Linked DNA regions of Mus musculus: all the other regions are linked to region 1. The links are chromatin contacts, called in public Hi-C, HiChIP or PLAC-seq, Micro-C and promoter capture Hi-C maps. All regions are on one chromosome and are shown on one strand. Each heading gives the region's core, a stretch centred on a gene start, on an enhancer-like site or on the middle of the called end of the contact. The rest is flanking DNA. Distances are from core to core; before and after follow the strand shown.

Region 1 (2,700 bases), core at 81-2,580:
GTCCTGGGGGGAACAGACATCCGCCAACACACACACACACACACACACACACACACACACACACACACACCTTCATGTTCACAGTACCCAAACCACGGGAAGAATTCTTTCATTTCTGGGATGAGGAGAACACCAGACATGGAGTTTTTCTTTTTTAAAGAAATACAAAGGCAGAAGTTTACATCTGTAGTAGCCCCAGGAAATCTCAACAGACAACCTTCCAGTTCGAAATAGTCAGCTAGCTAAGGTTTTTGTGGACTTCATTTTGTGAATACTCTCTTTTTAAAAGTATTAGGTACTTACTTAAAAACCCCATGGTTGGCACTTCCCTAATACCCACTGTTCTCCCTGGATACTTGCTGCTCCACTTGATGCGGTTCTCCCCAAAGGGCAGAAAGCCAACACCCGCTGCAGCCCACTTTCTCCTAGTAGCCAGCTAGTTTCCCATGGCAGGCGCGACAGAGGCCCCTTCCCCACAAGTGTTCTTTTCAGGCACATGTTTGTTCTCCATTTCTTGGGCTCCCCACACAGCCTGGGCATACATAGGCTTTTCCACTTTCACCTGCTTTCACTGCCAGCCCATGGCTCCTCTGTGCTCCCACCTCGGTGCGCTAAGTCTGGACCTGATCCTGACTAATCTTTGGAAGAAAGCTTCCAAATTAGGTCCAAGCAACCCAAGGCTGATGGGAAGTCAAGCCTTGAGCAATCACCTGGCTCACCTCCGAGAGCAAGCTAACTGCACAAGCCTGGAACAATCAGCCAGAAGAGCAGAGAAATCTGGGTCCCAGCTCATCCTGCTCGGCCCTTGCTCTCGGAGGCAGCAAATGGCAGGCAGCCTTGCCCCTCATCCAGGCACTGGCCACACCGGGCAGCAGTTTCAGCACCGTGGACCGCGGCGTGCGCAGCGCCCCAGCCCGGCCGGCCGGGCGCGCCACTCATTGGGGACCGTGACTCCCGTCGTCGCAGGGCGAGGACCGGGTGCGGGACCAGGGGTCCCGGGGACTCCAGGTGGCGCCGCCTCCTCCCCTTCCGCTCCCTCCGGTTACCTCCTCGGCCAAGGTCACGGCCCCGCGGCTCCCCTCCGGGTGTGCTGAGGGCAGGCGCTGTCAGCTGGCTGCGAGCGGAGCTGCGAGGCAGGGCAGCCTCATCACACTCGCGCTGCTCAGGCCACCGCCACCCTCGCCGCGGTGCACAGGCGGCCCCGGCAGCCGCCGCTCGCGCCCGCTCCCCCGGGCCGCCTCGCTCGTTCCCTCCTCCGCTTCTCCTCCCGGGGACTGGGACCAGTCGAGCGCGCGCGGGAGTCGAGACGCCTGGCCCGTGCGCGCGCGACTGGGAGGAGGGAGGAGGCGACAGTCACGTGGGACAGGGACGCCCGAAGGTGCCGGCTCGGACGGGCTCGGCTTCGCCGCCGCCACACCCCTGGGTGTCCCCGGCCTCCCGACCCCGCAACCCCTCGGGAGCACAGGCCCTGTCCCCCGCGCTGGCAAGCCCACGCGCCGCCGCAGGCCTGGAGAGCCAAACTGAGCTAAGCAGGAGGAAGGGCTTGGCGGAGGGTGGGTGGATGGGTAGGTGGGTGAAAGGGTGGGTGAGTGGGTAAATGGATGAATGGATAAGGCCCCCTGCGGCTGGCAGGTCTGCATCGCGCTCCTGGCGACCCTGCTGGCAGAACTAGGGAAGCAAATGATTGATAATCCTTATGCTTAAGTAACAGCCCAGAGAGATGCTGGAATATCCCAGAAGTGAAAGCAATGGCCAGGACCAAATGACTCATTGGCAGGCCCCCTTCCTCACTCCAGCCTGTTTGCCCATGACTTTCACTGCCTCCTATTAAGTTGGAAATACCGGGAAGGAATTTGGAGGCCTCTACCAAAAGCGAACAATCTCACCACCTGTGACATTGAAGGCCCATGGCTGATGTCTGGCTGGTCTAACCTACTGGGCTCAGAGAAACTTGTCTTTAGTCCTTGTCCTCTACTGGGGTTCACAGAATCACAAAGGGTCTGGGGTTGCTGATACCCCGAACCCCAGAAATTCTTCAGGTTTCCGGCACTAATTTTTCAAGGACTGGGAAGACATTAAAGAAAAAAGTTTTTGTCCTCGTGAAATGTACCCAGCTTTCTGGGACATTAGGAAGTTGTGGGAATCTGAACATCTGAGAAGGCTTCCTCTATAGGACTGAGGATAAAGACGATTTAGCCAGTGTGATTTGTGTGTGTAGGCGGACTAAACCTAAGGCCCCTGCCAATGAGCTGCATCCCATTCACAACCCTCTCTACCAGCACCTTCGTTTGTTTGTTTGTTTGTTTGTTTGTTTTTCACTTTTGAGACAGCGTCCAACCAGGCTGGTCTTAAACTCAGTTTAGCCCAAACAGACCTTAAATTCAACATTCTCCTGCCTCAGCCTTCCAAACAGCTGGGATTACAAACCGGTGGCACCAGAATTGGCTATCCAGTGCCATCTGTGGCTGCTTCTCCAAGCAGGGTAAACCTTAATATAACTGCTATCCAAATATCTGTGGGTACCAGTCACGTTTCCAGCCTCACCCAGGCTCTTTCAGGTGTCATTCAAAGTAGCATTTATCTATCCGTACCCATGTTCTAAATACTACAGGATCACGTTCCCAGGCCAGGTTACCCACAGCCATGTCTGACTTCTCTCCCTACTTTCCATCAATTTCCCCAAATCTTTCCACTGTTAGG
Region 2 (2,700 bases), core at 79-2,578, 200 kb after region 1:
AAAGGGACTTTAAGCCTTAAGAAATATCCATTTCTATTTTAAATCGTTATACAAACAAAATCCCTAGGGGACACACACACACACACGTTTTTCCCAGGCTTAGAATACTGGATCAGTCAACCTTCAACCTGTCAATTCTCAATATAAATCTTCAAGAAAGCAACAAGTTCTACTTCAATTAAATGTACTGGCTGCCCTGCTAATTATGAGTTGGACTCCTTTGCGCCATTTGTAACCTCTGGTGTGACAGAACCTATGTACAGGAAATTAAAAAAAAAAAAAAGTCTCATCCCCTAGGAAGCATTCAACTGTTTATAATTGCTAACGAGTGAAAGGGGGTAAAATACTGCGTTATTTAGGATTCTACATGTCATTCTGAGGAACAAATACTAAATTTGTGAATTAAATCTCTCCTTGTTCTCGCCTCCACTGTTCAGGAGTTGACTTTTTTCTTGCATCTCTTGACTCTACAGGGCCTCATTTCTTTCTCCCTCTGTAAAGTCCACTGTGAGCTGCCCTGTTGAGAGCTACAGTAGGAAGTAAAAATAGATGAGGGGAAATAAGATGGCCAGCGGCAGGGAGACTTTGGAAAGTGCTACAGAGGCAGGAGGGGCTGGGGTTGGTGACTGGCTGGGAAGAAGGGTGTGTAAATCCAGGCAAGGAGGGAAACAGAGTTGGGGATGAAGACCAGATGAAAGGGAGAAGGGAGGCGAGGGTTGGGTATCTAAGGGAGGTTCTCGAGGAGAGAGAGGGAGTTGTGGGTGATGACTGGCTATCAGGGACGATCCCGGGGAGGACGGAGGCCCAGAGCTGATGTACCCGGGGGAAAGTTGAGAGGCAAGGAGAACGCGTCCCGGGCGACTCACCAAAGAGGCTGCCGCTAAACCCGTCCCACGCGCAGCCCACGGCGTCCCACACCCAGCCGTTCCGCAGGCACGACGCGAAGGTGAAGGTGACTCCGAACAGGGATACCAGCAGGTCGCCCAGGCTCAGGTTGACCAGGAAGAGGTGGGTGGGCGTGCGCAGTCTCGGGAACTTGGAGTAGAGAAGCAGCACCAGCAGGTTGCCGCCGACGCCCAGCAGCGCGAGGCAGCCGAGTAGCAGCGCCAGGCGCTCGTACGCGGTGGGGCTGAAGAGAGGCGCGGGGCTCCGCGTGCCCGCCGGTGCTGCGCCCTCGGCGCCCGCCCCGTCCTCCCAGTAGCCCTGGTCGCCACTACGGTTCCCCGAGTACATGGCCCGACGCCGGCGCGCCGTGAGAGAGAGGGCTCGGTGAGCCGGGCGGCCCGAACAGGGTGGATCTCACGCTCTGCGGGCCGCTCAGGCCATTGTGCCCGGGAGCCGCGCCAGGCCCGCCCAACCCGCGCGCACCCGAGGCCCCGCCCTTCGGTGCTAGGACCCCGCCCCACCGCATGAAACTCCGCCCTCCTAGCGTTCTTGCTATCCCACCCTCCCGCGTGGGTCCCGAGCCCCACTAGCTAGCACTTGCAGTCCCTCCCACGGGACCTCCCTGGAGGCCACGCCCTTCTACCTTGCGGCCTCATCCATACGGCAGCCGTTTTGGCCCCGCCCTCCTAAGACTCTTCCGCAGTCTGGCCTGCGGCTCCTCCCTCCCGGAATCTCCTGTTACCCCGCCCTCTGACTCACACCCTTGGCCCCGCCCTCCGGCATACAGCTCCGCCTTCTTAGAACCTCTGACCGCGCCTCTGAGCTGTGGCCCCGCCCTACTGCTTTAGCGGCCCGCCCCTTTTCCCCCCTCCCACCTCCCGGGCGCGTTCCCGCCCAGCAGAGGTGAGTTTCAGAGACCAGTGAGCTCTTGCTCTGCTTCCTTCACCCTTAAGCCGAGGTGGAAACCTGAACAGACTGTACAGAAAAAAAGAGAAAGTAAACTCCCTTACGGAGGTAAATTAGCCACAGCGGATCCTCACAGCCCTCAACGGACTCTAAAGCATCTCGTCCATTCACCCGTTAAGTCACTCACCCTAGCATACACTCATTCATAAATATTTATGAACGCCTGCGCTTAACTCAGTTAAGCATGCTGAATGAAATACTCTCTTTCCTGGGAAGCTATAATAACACCCACCCCCACCTCATACACCCAATAGAAAGAAAACAAAACACTGAAATGCCCGAAGTAGAGCGCCAGCGAAATGATCTCATAAACAGGGAACCTGACGTTAAAAACAAACAAACAAACGCAGCAGGCTGAGTCTCAACTACCTTAGAGCTGGAAGATATGTCCCAGCGTTTATGACAGTGTTCTGAGCTGCCACTCTCAGAGCCCCAGAATAAGGAAGGAAATAGCATCAGAGTGACACCCAAGTCACCCTTCCACTGGATCCCAAGCCTTCTCAGTCTGCAGTAGGTACACCTGATACACAATCCAGTCCAAATGCTTCTCTGGAGGTGATCTCTTGAGCAGTGCCCCGCCCCCTAAGGCTTCAATCCAAATCTAGCAGGTATAGAGAGGATATATTTAGAACAGCACGCATTTTCCACTGGACCTTTCCCCAGCAGCAATGCAAATATAGAACAAGTCAAATATAGATTGTGAACGTCACTTCTTTAGGCCTGCTTTCTCTGTCTCCACTGCAGTCCCCAACGACTACCCACGAGAGGAAAATGTCCCGAGCTGCATGCACCTGAAGATGTCATAGGCACTAATGACTGGTTTGTGGAAACTAAATTGGTGTGCACCAG
Region 3 (2,700 bases), core at 87-2,586, 130 kb after region 1:
ACGCATATGTCGAGGTTATTAAGAGTGTGTTACAGGTCCCCTAAAGCTGATGTTACAGGTGGGTGTGAACCACCTGATGGATTCTTCACTGGTGTCATCTCCCAAGCCCCAAGACGGTACAGAGTTGTCATTCAAGCGTCTAGAAGTTGAGAGAACGTCTTGGCCCTTTTAAGGACACTAAAGGAGGTCTAATTAAGAAGCACAGTGTTTTCCCCAAGTTCTATCTTGCTGAGCCTCTGTAATTATCTCAGCTTTACATGTAGAAACTGGACAAAGCCTGAACGCAGCAGTAGGACTTGAAATCACACCCCACACTACAGAAGACATGCTACACTTCGGAGTGGTCTTCCTAACTATTCATTTCTCAAACTTTTCCTAACAGTACATACACACTCGCATTTTTCGTTTTCTAAAGAACTCTAAACAGTACAGGGGCTTAACGAAGCATGCCATACCTTGGACCTGGCCCCTTAAGTTCCTTTAGCTGTCTTTCTGAATACAAAATCTTGGTTAGGGCAATTGTTCGGTCCTATCCAATCTGCTCAGGCATGCTTCCGAGTACTTATGTTCCTAGGTCCACATTTATGGATTTCGGAGTTTTACACCCAGTTGTGAGAGAGAACACATGTAACCTCACAAGCTAAATAGTCAAGTTAGTAAGAAGCAAAGCCTTTCCGTTCAGAAGACACACTGGCTTCATCCACTTCGAGGGCCTGAAAGCAGGAAAGAGCACCCTGGTGGACCAAGAAGCCAGACCCTAGCCTAGGGGAGCATCCTGTCTGTGTCCAGCCAGCAGGGCTTGCGATCTGGACAAGGAAGGGGCTTCCCCTTTCCTCGGGCTACTCCTGCACCCCGGCATCCCCCACCCTCTGCCTCCGTGCACGCTCTTTCCCAGAGAAGGTGTCCTGGACCGAAGGCCTCTGCAAGCTCAGGCATTGGGCAGGTCTGCCCTGACACTCAGGCTCCCCAGCAGGAAGGAGCGCGTCCCTCAGCGCTGCCCGCAGCCCCAACACACTCGGCTGGAGGCCGCGTCCGGGGCGGATGGTGAGCGTGCTGGCCGGCGCCGAGCCCAGGCGCGGCCCGCGGGGACACCCGGGACACTCTGACGTGAAGGTCACCCCGGGGAGGCCGGGTCCCGAGATGCCCGCTCACCATTCGCGCGACGTTCGGAGCACACCGCGGGAGGGTGGTCGCTTCCCCAGACACTGCAGCACCGGCGGACGGAACCCGCAGGAGGCGACGCGAGCGCGCGAGGAGACGGAGTGCGCGGTACATGGTGCTGCTGTACGGGGGTGGAAAGCTGAGCCTGAGCCACGCCCCCTAATACGTCAGATTCCGGCCACGCTCGTAACCAATCAAACGCCTCTTCCTGAGCATGTAGGACGGGACTAACCATGACTGGCCAATAATAACTAATGGGGCGGGTTGCCTTCCCTGGGCCTGTAGTATGGCTGTTTGAAGTCCTCGGGTTCACGGGAAACTAGTGCGGAAGGAATCATGGGAAAAGACAAGAGGCGGGAGGTCAGATCTTCCGACAATACTTCAAATGTGGCTGCTAGGAGGCAGGAAACTGGCTGAAGATGCCTGTAGTACTAGGTCCGTGAGACAGCCTAGAAAGAACATGTTATCAAGTTAATATTTATCCTGCAACCACCCATGACGTGCAGCTGTATGAATCCGTGTCTCAAATACTTATCTTCCTAGAAAGTGCCTCAAATTTTAAACAAGGAAGTAGTAATCAATTATCCCACAATGCTCCTAGTTGTCATTTTGGAGTCAATTTTCCTGTCATTTTTTTAAAAGATTTATTTTATGTCTATGAGTACATTGTAGCAGACTTCAGACTCACCAGAAGAGGGCATCAGATCCCTCTTATTGTGATGGTTGTGAGCCACCCTGTGGTTGCTGAGAATTGAACTCAGGACACCTGGGAGAGCAGTCACTGCTCTTTACCACTGGGTCATCTCTCCAGCCTTTTCCTCTGTCTTTTAACATGTCCTCTGATAACATTTATAATGTGTCCACATTCCTTGGGATTTTTCATCTCTGATTTTCTTTGTGGTTACAGGCTAGGGAAAACATTGCTTAAATGATGCCAATGGAAAAAGAGTAACTGATAAAAAAAATTGTGTCTCTTCTTTTAATTTTCTAATGCAGAATCAGAAGACAGTTAAAGAGGAAGTTCTTCAGGAAATGAGAGGCTTCAATTTATAGCCTCAGCACTCTAGATGCCACGGTAGGGAGGAGTTGAATTCAAGAATAACCTTGGCTTCATAGTGAGCCTGACACAAATGCACTGTTGACCTGCAATCTTCACACTTGAGAAGTGCAGGTAGGAAGAATAGTAGTTCAAGGCCATCCTTGGCTACACAGGGAGTCTGAAGCCAGTGTGGGATACAGGCCACCCTGTCTCAAAATAACACAAATGAAATAAAATAAGTAAGAATAAGACTAATAGCTGAGCTAAATCAATTAAACCAGTACCGGTGGGTTTTCAGACCTCAGTATCTAGTTCTTCCCTCTCTCAACTAATGGCTGAGAAATTTTTAGAGTAGTTGGTGAAAGGTAGAACCAAATTTTCTTTAAAAGTTAGGTTAAGGGGAAAAAGACAAAGCAGTAAGATAAAGTACAATCATATAAAGCAGTGTATCTTCTGCCCGAAATGTTACACTTTTGCCATTAAAGAGCAGCCACAAGAGT
Region 4 (2,700 bases), core at 180-2,679, 240 kb before region 1:
TTATGTGAAGTTCCTTGATCCACTTAGATTTCACCTTAGTACAAGGAGATAAGTATGGATCGATTCTCGCATTCTTCTACATGATAACAACCAGTTGTGCCAGCACCAATTGTTGAAAATGCTGTCTTTCTTCCACTGGATGGTTTTAGCTCCCTTGTCGAAGATCAAGTGACCATAGGTGTGTGGGTTCATTTCTGAGTCTTCAATTCTATTCCATTGGTCTACTTGTCTGTCTCTATACCAGTACCATGCAGTTTTTACCACAATTGCTCTGTAGTAAAGCTTTAGGTCAGGCATGGTGTAATCCATTATATAAACAAACTCAAAGACAAAAACCACATGATCATCTCGTTAGATGCAGAAAAAGCATTTGACAAGATCCAACACCCATTCATGATAAAAGTTCTGGAAAGATCAGGAATTCAAGGCCCATACCTAAACATGATAAAAGCAATCTACAGCAAACCAGTAGCCAACATCAAAGTAAATGGAGAGAAGCTGGAAGCAATCCCACTAAAATCAGGGACTAGACAAGGCTGCCCACTTTCTCCCTACCTTTTCAACATAGTACTTGAAGTATTAGCCAGAGCAATTCGACAACAAAAGGAGATCAAGGGGATACAAATTGGAAAAGAGGAAGTCAAAATATCACGTTTTGCAGATGATATGATAGTATACATAAGTGACCCTAAAAATTCCACCAGAGAACTCCTAAACCTGATAAACAGCTTCAGTGAAGTAGCTGGATATAAAATAAACTCAAACAAGTCAATGGCCTTTCTCTACACAAAGAATAAACAGGCTGAGAAAGAAATTAGGGAAACAACACCCTTCTCAATAGTCACAAATAATATAAAATATCTTGGCGTGACTCTAACTAAGGAAGTGAAAGATCTGTATGATAAAAACTTCAAATCTCTGAAGAAAGAAATTAAAGAAGATCTCAGAAGATGGAAAGATCTCCCATGCTCATGGATTGGCAGGATCAACATTGTAAAAATGGCTATCTTGCCAAAAGCAATCTACAGATTCAATGCAATCTCCATCAAAATTCCAACTCAATTCTTCAACGAATTAGAAGGAGCAATTTGCAAATTCATCTGGAATAACAAAAAACCTAGGATATCAAAAACTCTTCTCAAGGATAAAAAAATGGTGTTTCTAAGAGGAAAAATAGTGTTTTCTTACTATGAGAGAAAAAACACCAGGATATAAAACTTTAAAATTGTTTCAAATCATTTAAAAAAACACACACAACAAAAAACCCACAGTTGTTGTTAGTTGCAAATAACTTTTATCACTGGGAACTGAGGAAGAAAGGCTGCATAAAAAGGTTAAGTAGCTCAAAACTTAGCTTTCAGGGGCCCAAGCTAGGCTGTGAGGGAAAAGGGTGGGAATTCTTTTGTCTTGTTGCCAAAAACTTTGGCACAGATGGTGCTTAAAGCTAGGGCAGAGTTTCACTCTCTTCCACGGCTCTGCACTCTGTACTCTTCTGCATCAGCTTTGCTTTCAGACAGATTTCATCTTCGTGTTTACACACACCAGATGACCAAACCACAAAGAAAAATCCTTCTGTTCATCATATAGATAAAATAAGAGGCACGAGGACCTGATGTACTAAGCATGGTCTCTCTCTCTCTCCCCATCCTTCATCCAGAGGACTAGTGTATCTCACAGAAATGCACAGAATGAAGCTGGAGTGAGATTATTACCAAAGAAACTCCCCCAAAACCATGTCATGTAAGTAGGAGGGCTTGTAATCCAGCAAACCCCACAGATAAAATCCATTTAAGATAATACAGCCTTTATCGTCAGCTTCAGACAAAATAAAAATTCTTTAAGTTCTGAGACAAGCCAAATTGCTTAGCACTTGAGAGCAGCTATTTTTGAATTATTTACTGTTCTCCCCACCACACCAGTCCCTGGCAACCGTTAGCATCCATCTCTTGCTAAAAGACCACCTGACCATAAAGTGGAGCAAAACAGCCAAGAATTGCTGCTGAAAGTGTAACATCGGTATTTTTAGCCTTGTGGTATTTGATCTTAATTGCTTTCAGGGCAGAATGACTTCAGTGAGGTTTGTCCATTTGAAGGCTGTCTTCAAGAGAAGGTGGAAAGGAATCAAATATTAAAGAAAACCTTCTCACTCTCCTTCAGAAGAGGAGAATTCTTTACATTTTTAAAGAAAATGCTAATTCTATTTTTAACTGCCTTCTGAGCTTTCTCAGGCTTAGGCTAAGATTCAGAGAAATAGGTCAGGTAGCAAAAAGCTTTAAAAGCAAAAGATTTTGCACATGGGGATCATTTTTAACCCTTGATTAGCAATGTTTGGATCTGGGGAAGAAGTTGGAGGAAAACAGATGTTCCACGTAGGTCAATCCAGGACTTGGTAGGCTTCAGGAAGGGTATTCATTATCAATGAAAAGAGCAGTCAAACATATGATCTCAGACTATGAATATAACTCATTGATAGAGCAATTTCCTAGCATGAGTAAGGCTCCAAGTTTGATCTTCAGTCTCTCTCTCTCTCTCTCTCTCTCTCTCTCTCTCTCTCTCTCTCTCTCTCTCTCTCTCTCTCACACACACACACACACACACACACACACACACACACTCACACCTGCACTTAGGAATATGTATAGATCACAAAAGTTGTCCTTCTAAGAGAGCCATCCATCAGTGTCACTTATTATGTTGAGA
Region 5 (2,700 bases), core at 76-2,575, 130 kb before region 1:
TTGATGCCCACTTATTTTCAAGGCTAAATTGTCAAATCATTTATGAAGCTAAGCTCAGGCAAGCCAATGTAAGAGAAGCAGAACTAAAAGAAGATCTAACCTTCATCTCTATATAAGTTTGGTGGAAAAGAAAAAGTCAATGTTTATAAAATATAGAGATTAGGATTTGGAATAGGATATTAGAGAACTATATTAATTAAACCAGTAATGGTATGGTGCATCTCATGTGAAGAACAAGAACTTTACAAGTTGCAAAAGAAGGAAAAAGAGAAAGCAAAATCTAGTTTAATATCATAAATTCAAAAGATACATGATTTGATAATGCATTACCGTTTTTAATTGTTTTCAATAATCAAGTCTTTATATGATAGTCATATTCCTCTTAAACTAATTGGGTTTTAGAAACATGTTCCCATCAACTAGAAAGTGCCCTCTCATTGGCAATCATATTTGGAGGATGAAGGATGTAGTTTTCTGAGAAAAGTCCTCCCAGTGAAGGACACAGTATGCATCATGTCCTTGTCCTAGGTTGATGCTCTATAAATCCTGTCTGGCACGTACAAGCTTTACTGTGTAGCCACAAAGCTCAGGTCTACATTGCTGGCTTCTGATCAAGGTACCTGATTCCAGAAGGAGCATGTGGCCCAAACATAAAGAAACAGATCCTGGGAATTCAGATTAAATCATTTCAAAGGTAAAGTTTTCACATAGGCAGATGGTAGAATAGGTGCTTACAATGAATGTGGCCATCTGGTCAACCTTAAAAATTATAATGGGGGTGGCAGGCTGAAGAAATGCTTAATGATTAAGAGAAAGCACTGCTCTTGCAGATGACCTAACTTTGGTTCCCAGAACCCATGTAGGGGGGCTCCCAGTCACTTGTTCTCTGGCTCCAGGGATCCAATGCTTCTTGTCCCCAAGGACACCTGTGCTCACCTTTGAAGAAAGAGTGGAACCAGATGGCAGAGTCTTGATGACTTCATTTCAACCTGAATCCAGCAATCCTGATGGCTACTGCTCAGCTTTCCGTTATTATTTGACAGTGTAATTACTCTCAATTGCCCGTGAGACATTCCACTGAGGTGGAATTACAGAATGAGTATTTGTGACCCTAGAATCCCTACCTATAGTCACTACCCCCAGGGTGGCTCCAGTTGCAGGAAAGGCTCTAAGGGAGTAATTAAGGATAAAGGAAGTCAGAGGGCAGAACCCTGGTCCCACAAGACCGGTGGCCTAATAAGGAGACACTCCAGAGAGTGTGAGCTGCCTTCAGTTTTCCACAGGCAGGAGGAGAGGCCATGTGAGGACAGTGACAGAGCAGGCAGGCAGCCTTCACTAGAAAAAAAAAAATGCACATTCCAGCTTGTTGATCGCGGGCTTCCTGCTTCTGACATGGTGTGAAAATAAACGCCTGCTGTTAAGCAGTGGGATTTTCTTTGCAGTAGTACCAGCAGCCAAGTAGAGTTCAGGTCACTTAAAATGGTGAGTCCTGAGAAATCCAGGATGAAAGGTTCAAAGAGAGATGGCCATTGTGACCTTGTCACACCAGTTCTCTCTGCCAACACCCTTCCCTCCAATTAAATCCCAAATGACTCCAAAGGGCTTGTAACAGGGGCAACAAGAGACTCCACAACAATGGGAAAAGCACAGGAAAAAAAAAAGCCACTCACAGGCACTTTCTAAACTTTCATTTTTACCTTTTCAGATGTTTCTTTGCAGAAGCAAAGGTTTCAATAAAACCTAAAGGGCTGAGCAATACCATGACTGGCAGCAGTTATTGATTTAACCATGCATATATCAAGCCTAAAATAATTACCTTTTGCTCAACCCAGACCCCTATCAGACCAGGCCATTGGAGACCATTTTAAACTTGGCACAAAAAGCTAACAGCAAAAAAATGTCAATGACCAGCTCTCCACAACAGGATATACTTTCAGGCAATTTTCAAATGTCCAGAGTCTGAACTTCCACTATAGTTATCTATGTTGGCTAGATTTCTGTTGCTCTAACAATGCCCACCTTCAGAGGAAGAAAAGATTTTAGACCATGATGACTTATCTTTGTTGCTTGGTTCTATGGCTACATCATATATCACAGTGGGATCACATGGAAGAAGGTCTATGTTCATGTTATAGGCAAAAAGGGAAGAGACAGCTACCTAACCTCTTTCCACTTAGGCCCCGTCCCACTTCCCAATAGCACCACAGGTTGGGGAAACTAAACTTTTAACTCAGGTGCGCCAAACTTTCTTGAAGCAATGGTTGTAAATTGAGCCTGATACAAGATCAACTGGAGAGGTGGTTCTCAACCTGCAGGGGTCACAGACATTCTGGATATCAGATATTTATGTTAGAATTCAGAATAGTAGCAAGAGTACAGTTATAGGAAGCAATGAAATAATTTTATGGTTGAGGTCGCCAGAATATGAGGAACTATATTAAAGGGTCACCGAATTAGGAAAGTTGAGAACCATGGGACCAAGATTTAAAGTGTCTGAGGCTAACGTTACTACTAGACTAGGGAACCATTCTTGAGACCTCTGATTAAGAAACTCAGGGCAGGGATATAACCCACCACACAAGTCCATCTCCCAGGTCTCCTCCAGTGACAGGTCTCCTTGCTGTGTTTCATCCACATATCTCTAGCTACAACCCATACCCAGTAGATGTGAGGATGGTCTGGCTTAGGTGCCACAAGCCT

What was found. Promoter capture Hi-C pulls out the DNA fragments that hold promoters and counts their contacts. Hi-C and Micro-C count contacts between places; a contact is called where the count stands out from the background. HiChIP or PLAC-seq counts read pairs in DNA pulled down with a chosen protein or histone mark.
Region 2: a contact with region 1 is called in a Micro-C map of embryonic stem cells, with 9 times the contacts expected there. The contact joins the promoter of Opn3 here to the promoter of Rgs7 in region 1. A contact is called at or near these places in 6 of 39 promoter capture datasets (embryonic stem cells, hippocampal neurons, liver and 1 more), 4 of 484 Hi-C or Micro-C datasets (Sertoli cells and embryonic stem cells) and 2 of 9 other capture datasets (adipose tissue and liver).
Region 3: a promoter capture Hi-C map of liver shows a contact between it and region 1. The contact joins the promoter of Fh1 here to the promoter of Rgs7 in region 1. A contact is called at or near these places in 4 of 39 promoter capture datasets (cranial neural crest, embryonic stem cells, liver and 1 more), 8 of 484 Hi-C or Micro-C datasets (Sertoli cells, embryonic stem cells, nephron progenitors and 2 more), 1 of 115 datasets of contacts at active chromatin or transcription factors (astrocytes) and 3 of 9 other capture datasets (adipose tissue, liver and pancreatic islet).
Region 4: a Hi-C map of the N1E-115 cell line shows a contact between it and region 1, with 2.5 times the contacts expected there. The contact joins the enhancer-like site here to the promoter of Rgs7 in region 1. A contact is called at or near these places in 1 of 39 promoter capture datasets (hippocampal neurons), 1 of 484 Hi-C or Micro-C datasets (the N1E-115 cell line), 1 of 115 datasets of contacts at active chromatin or transcription factors (neural progenitor cells) and 1 of 9 other capture datasets (pancreatic islet).
Region 5: a contact with region 1 is called in an H3K27ac HiChIP or PLAC-seq map of heart atrium, with 3 times the contacts expected there. The contact joins the enhancer-like site here to the promoter of Rgs7 in region 1. A contact is called at or near these places in 2 of 39 promoter capture datasets (hippocampal neurons and trophoblast stem cells), 4 of 484 Hi-C or Micro-C datasets (cerebellar granule neurons, nephron progenitors, olfactory sensory neurons and 1 more), 1 of 115 datasets of contacts at active chromatin or transcription factors (heart atrium) and 2 of 9 other capture datasets (adipose tissue and pancreatic islet).

The regions. Positions count from the first base shown.
Region 1 is chr1:175,491,215-175,493,914 of GRCm38.p6, forward strand. It overlaps Rgs7 (regulator of G protein signaling 7), which reads right to left and starts at 1,331. Exons shown (of 18, transcript NM_001347195.1): 1 at 1,047-1,331.
Region 2 is chr1:175,691,304-175,694,003 of GRCm38.p6, forward strand. It overlaps Opn3 (opsin 3), which reads right to left and starts at 1,329. Exons shown (of 4, transcript NM_010098.3): 1 at 867-1,329. The coding sequence starts at 1,233. It overlaps Gm39707 (a long non-coding RNA gene), which reads left to right and starts at 1,743. Exons shown (of 3, transcript XR_865748.2): 1 at 1,743-1,788.
Region 3 is chr1:175,624,299-175,626,998 of GRCm38.p6, forward strand. It overlaps Fh1 (fumarate hydratase 1), which reads right to left and starts at 1,337. Exons shown (of 10, transcript NM_010209.2): 1 at 1,153-1,337. The coding sequence starts at 1,275.
Region 4 is chr1:175,253,477-175,256,176 of GRCm38.p6, forward strand. All of the region lies in intron 3 of Rgs7 (regulator of G protein signaling 7), which reads right to left. Among named protein-coding and RNA genes, the nearest start is that of Rgs7, 240 kb to the right of the region's middle. Within about 2 kb of position 1,430, at least 19 of the 459 cell types and tissues checked have an H3K27ac peak or open chromatin away from gene starts, as enhancers often do. A contact at or near this core is called in the N1E-115 cell line, hippocampal neurons and neural progenitor cells, where this site is marked.
Region 5 is chr1:175,358,911-175,361,610 of GRCm38.p6, forward strand. The region is part of intron 2 of Rgs7 (regulator of G protein signaling 7); the gene reads right to left. Among named protein-coding and RNA genes, the nearest start is that of Rgs7, 130 kb to the right of the region's middle. Within about 2 kb of position 1,326, at least 38 of the 459 cell types and tissues checked have an H3K27ac peak or open chromatin away from gene starts, as enhancers often do. A contact at or near this core is called in cerebellar granule neurons, heart atrium and pancreatic islet, where this site is marked.